Linked DNA regions of Ovis aries: region 2 is linked to region 1. The links are chromatin contacts, called in public Hi-C maps. All regions are on one chromosome and are shown on one strand. The core of a region is the stretch at or near the end of the contact, and the rest is flanking DNA. Distances in the headings are between cores, read along the strand shown.

The links. Hi-C and Micro-C count contacts between places; a contact is called where the count stands out from the background.
Region 2: a contact with region 1 is called in a Hi-C map of muscle, with 2.7 times the contacts expected there. The contact joins the promoter of BBS10 here to the promoter of PHLDA1 in region 1. A contact is called at or near these places in 2 of 16 Hi-C or Micro-C datasets (hypothalamus and muscle).

What each region holds. Positions count from the first base shown.
Region 1 is chr3:112,065,999-112,068,698 of ARS-UI_Ramb_v3.0, forward strand. It overlaps PHLDA1 (pleckstrin homology like domain family A member 1), which reads right to left and starts at 1,400. Exons shown (of 2, transcript XM_012173944.4): 1 at 187-1,400. The coding sequence starts at 1,394. The coding sequence ends at 213.
Region 2 is chr3:112,315,016-112,317,715 of ARS-UI_Ramb_v3.0, forward strand. BBS10 (Bardet-Biedl syndrome 10) reads right to left here and starts at 1,279. Exons shown (of 3, transcript XM_060412464.1): 1 at 1,030-1,279; 2 at 344-450. The coding sequence starts at 1,214.

The sequences.
Region 1 (2,700 bases), core at 150-2,649:
CGCCCAGCGCGCGTTCCTCAGCCTGCCCTCCCCGCCCGGCCTCTGCTGCCTGCAGCCTGTGCCCTTCTCTCCACCTCCCAGAAACCCAGGTTCATTGCTCCCTTGCCCACCCAAGAGCCGAACCCGTGAGCAGGCTTCCGGCTCTGACACCCCCAGAGCCGCTCCCCGGACCCGCGCCGACCTTACCGCGTTCGGGCCGGGTGCTGCCCTCTTCAGGCCGAGTTGGAGGTGCTGCGGAGGAGCCGGTGGCCGTGCGCCTGCGAGAGCGGCGGTGGGTGCGGGTGCGGTAGTGGGTGCGCGTGCGGGTGCGGGTGCGGGTGAGGGTGCGAATGCGGGTACGGATGAAGCGGCTGCGGCTGCGGCTTCGGCTGAGCCTGGGGTTTGGGCTGGGGCTGCGGTTTGGGTTGGGGCTGCGGCTGGGCTTGGGACTGAGGCTGCGGCTGGGCTTGGCTTTGGGGCTGAAGCGGCTGCGGCTGCGGAGGCTGTTGCTGGACCAAGTGCTGTTGCTTCTGCCGCGTGGACTTGACCGCCAGGATGGCCTGGCGATTCTTGTACTGCACCATCTGCAACGTGATCTCGGCGTTCCAGCCCTGGTCCTGCGGGCACCGAAAGTCGATCTCCTTGCCCTCAGCCATCACCACGGTGAAGTACATGTACTTGCCCTTGCGCTCCACGCAGTCCACGGTCTTCATGTTGGAAAAGTGCAATTCCTTGAGCTTGACCGGCGGCTCGAGGCTGGCCACGGCGGGGCCTCCGGGTTGGGACGGCTCGACCGAACCCTGCCCGGGCTGCTGTTGCTGCTGCTGCTGCTGCTGGTGGTGTTGCAGCTGTTTGGGTGGGATGAGCAGCAGCCCCTCCTCGGTGAGGATGCAGCACTTCTTCTTCCAGAGCTGCAGCAGCCCGTCGCTGCGCTTCTCCAACACGCCCTCCTTCAGCGCCTTGCAGCCGCTGCTCTCCAACATCCTCCCGGCATAGGGGGCGCCGCCGCTCGGCTCGGCCTCTCCGCTTCCAGCCGCCCGGGTCGGGGGCAGCAGCAGCAGCCGCGCGCCGTCCTCGCCCCAACGGCTCCCGCGGCCTCCGGGCCGGAGCGCGCAGAGGAGGCTAACGCGCAGAAAGCAGGGCGGCGGCGGCGGCGGCGGCGGCTCGGGGTCCGGGCAGCAGGGCAGCCGCGTCCTGATGCGCCACAAGGTCCCGGAGCTGCGAGCCGCCGGGGCTCCGCCGTCCTCTTGCGAGCGCTCACTGAAGGGCACTGGCCGGGCCCCCTCGCGGCGCTTTTGAATGGGCCATATCCCCCACCCCCGAGTGACACCCAGCGGAAAAGGCGGCTCCTGGCGCCCGCGCCGCGGGGGAAAGCCCAGCTTGGAGAGGCGCTCTGCCGCCGGCGCGCGCCTCATTCACTTGGGGCCTTTCCAAAGCCGGCCGGTCCACGCCCCCCGCGCCCCGCGCCCCGCCTCCCGCCGCCCACTCGCTTCCGCGCTCCTTCCCCAGGCTGGCGGCCGGGACGCGAGCCCCGGAAACTCGTCTCCTCCGCCCGGGGCCGCGGCTGAGGGCGCCCCGACTGCCGGGCGAAGAATGCCGACGCGCAGAGGGCGCCGAGAGGCCATCTCCAGCCGTCGCGCCTCTCCGCCCGGCGGGGCTCTCTGCGGAGAGCCTCGGGTGGGCACGGGACTGCCCAGGTGGGCGCAGTTGCCAGACCGCCAGGCACGCCAGGCGGACCCTCTGCGCTCCGGAACTCGCCCTGAGGACTCGCGCTGGGTTCCGAAATCTCGCAGAGCCCGCTCCAGGCCTGGGCCAGCGAGGAACTGGGGCTGAGGTTCGCACGCCGCGGAGTCCCGCGAACTGTGCCTCCCCCGGACCCCACGTAGACATCTTAGTGCGCAAAGGGCGAGAGGAAATGGTGTCTTTACACTCACACTCGCTTACGGCCACTACCCAGCTCTTCTTAGAGCGCGCGATTGTTAAGAGCAACCGTCTGTCCCTTTTGGAGTGGATAGAAGGGAACCCACTAGAAATGACATTTCGCCTTCCTTTTTTCGAGCCTGGAGCGCAAGCACTCCTTATCTTACGTGACACAAGCCCTTAGGCTTCCTCTTGACCCATCCGTACAGCCTGCAGTCTCTTACAAGAGTAACTGCAAATTGCGGTAACATCCGGTTCTGAGATTCCGCACTTTAACCTCAGAAGGGTGGGTTAACCTCCGAAGGGTGGGTTGGCCTCCGCGGACCCGTCCCTTTGCAAACGCCCAACAGGTCATATCTCTCCTAATCTCACTTATCTGTAACCCTGGGGAAGGTCATTCTGTGCTCGCCCCTAGCTCCCTCCTACTCCATTTAAGCAATTTCTATAGAAACTCTGGGAAACAAAGATTAAAGAGCATAAACCGAAACCAAACCTCTTAAGGAAATGTACTAGAGAATCCCAACTATATACCCACCCTGAAAAATATGAATTACACAAAAGAAAGAAATGAGGGATGGACAAGTCGGAGTCGGCCAGGGTACCAGGAAAGGGTGCTACTTGTGCCCAAGAAGGAAGGAGAGCTGAGTTCATCCGTAGTGTCTGTCATCTGGCTGGAACAAAGAATTCAAGGGGGAAGAAGCGACACATGAGCTTGGAGAACCCCTCAAGAGTCAAATTCTTTGTGTCACGCTTAAGAAATTCGAGGTTCATCCCAAGGTAATCGAGAACAAAGGATAACTT
Region 2 (2,700 bases), core at 29-2,528, 250 kb after region 1:
ACTAGCTCAAGTACTTCTTCAAAGCTACTTTCACAAGCTGTACACTTGAAAACATAGTCACACATCAACTGAGATATCAGGTTGTGATTATTTCTTCCCACTCTTCCACAAAAGTATGCCCCTAAGAGCATCTCTAAAGAGCCCCTACACAATGTTCTTTCTTTAGTGCCTGAAGAAAAGATGGACAAGAAGTGTCTACTTAAGTAATGGTCCATAACATAGTCTAATATTTGTGTCTGAAATGTTAGAAGAGCTTGGGAAATAAATTTCCACTGACAGCAATTTTTCCAATGCCTTCCACAGGTTTGAATATTTTCAAAAGGGAAAAAATCCTTTTCCTTGCCTGTGATCTCACGAAGTCCTCTGAGTAAATGGCAAAGAAAGATAATAAATGTTTTAGCACCATCTCCTGTTTTTCTTAGATGACTGGAAACACAGGCCACCATCACCCTGCACAAGAAAGAAAGAAAGCAACTCAGATTTTCAGAGGGCTGCCTTTCCACATCTGAAATCAAGTTGAAAGCATGTTTTTACATCTATAAAATGAGAATACTATCTCCTTAATGTACTTAGTTTTTTCCCTTTTAAAATTTACTTAAATATAGGCTGAATGGTTTCTGTTATTTAAAAGGGAAAAACAATAGAACCACCTTTGTGCTATTTCAAGATTCTAGGGTTGGGTCGAGCTGGAAGGAAAGGCGAAATGCTCTTTTCAGTTGTGGAATGTTCCCTGGGACAGTGCTCTAACTCTGAGCGTACACTGGTGTCATCCAAGGCCAGTTTTCTCCAGAAACAGCTCCCGAGAAGCCCCGACCTTTTTACCATCTTCGGGGCTATAGGACCTATAGCTCCTACTGGCAGAATGGCTGGGCTTTTTCTGCTGGGCGAGAGGGAGGTCAGTTTTCCCAAAAAGCAAAATCTTACGGGCAAGAAGTCCAGGGAGATGACGGGAGGTGTCCATCTGGAGTGTGGGACGTGAGTACCTAATTAAAGGATGCTCTAAAGGGCTGGAGCGTGCGTCGCGGGTACCTGGCTACGGGATGCTCTAAATGCAGCGCCTTCAACAGGCGGCCTCCATCCCGGCTGAGCAGCACCTCGCCAGTGGGCTTGGTACACAGAACTTGCCGCCCTTCGGGCCCCAAGCAACCGCTCACGATGGTTTCTAGCACTTCCGCCACATGCAACGCCACCGTCACAGACCCCGCAGCGGCCATAGGCCTTCAGGTTCCAGCAGCCTACGCACGCCGCTTGCAGAAAACCAGGGTTGCCAGGAAGGAATAGAGCGCGGGTACCGCCGGAAGCGGAAGGGGCGGGTAGAAGACCGGAAGCCTGGCAGCTAGGCTTCTTGGTTGGGCGAGGGTCTGCCGTCCCGCCCCACGGTTCGGGCAGTAGGGCTAGCGGTCCAAAAGTCCGTGAAGGTAGAAAAAAGGTCGGGGCTTCTCTGGAGCTGTCTCTGGAGAGGAAGCTGAAAGCCCTTCCCCAGCTCCCGAGGTGAATTCATTCCTTTCCTGGAGGCCTCAGCTGCCACCAGAACCCTCCGTTTCCCAGGAGCTCGGCACGATAATGGAGGGATGGGCCCTGCGGCTAGAATTCGGTTCGTTTCCAACTGCCGTCAAAAATTCGTTCCCAATCCTCTGCCTTGAACTTGTGCATATCCTGTCCACATTCTGCACCAGCGGTTTTCTTTCGTGATGCAGGCCAGATGAGGGCCTGGCCACGGTCACGAGCTGTAGGCTTCATGCGTTCTGAGGGGGCTTTGCCACATTTCCTGGGCTTAAGTATCAACAACATGAAATCCTCGCCACCGCAATTTTCTTTTTCTTTAGCAGAGGTGATAGATGTGAGGACTTATAGGTAATCAATAGTATGCTTTAAAAACAATGACTCAAGATTATTGCACACAATCCGACGGCAGGAGAAAAAATACTGTTAAGCAGAAAGAACATACTGTTTCGTACGTTAAGACACATACCCCTCTCTTTTAAGGATGAAATGGTAAAGAGCATGGGCTTAAGATTTACCTGGGTTTGCTATGCCATTGACATATCTGTGACATTCTCTGTCTCCACTTTTTTCATCTTAAAAGAAAAGATGGTGATATGTAAAAAACCTTTTGAGGGTGGCAGTGGACAGTGCTTACAAAGCTGTGGGATTTTTTTTTTTTTGCATGGTGTGTCAGAAGTACTAAGCACTCAACAAATACAACATACTCAACAAATTACCGTCACGTGTCACCAGGGTAGGAACCCACTATTTCCACAAGAAAGGGATATTTTGTAAGGTTAAAAAGAATGATCAACCCAATACTATACAACTATATATGAGTTTGGTCAACGTCAGTAAAATTACCTTTTAGATGTTTCATTGAGGTTGAACAGTGAGGGGCTATTTTCCCTACCCTTTACTCCTGTGTATAGGACAGCAGTGATGGGACTAGATGCCATGATCTTCGTTTTCTGAATGTTGAGCTTTAAGCCAACTTTTTCACTCTCCTCTTTCACTTTCATCAAGAGGCTTTTTAGTTCCTCTTCACTTTCTGCCATAAGGGTGGTGTCATCTGCATATCTGAGGTTATTGATATTTCTCCCAGCAATCTTGATTTCAGCTTGTGCTTCTTCCAGCCCAGCGTTTCTCATGATGTATTCTGCATATGTTAAATAAGCAGGGTGACAATATACAACCTTGACATACTCCTTTTGC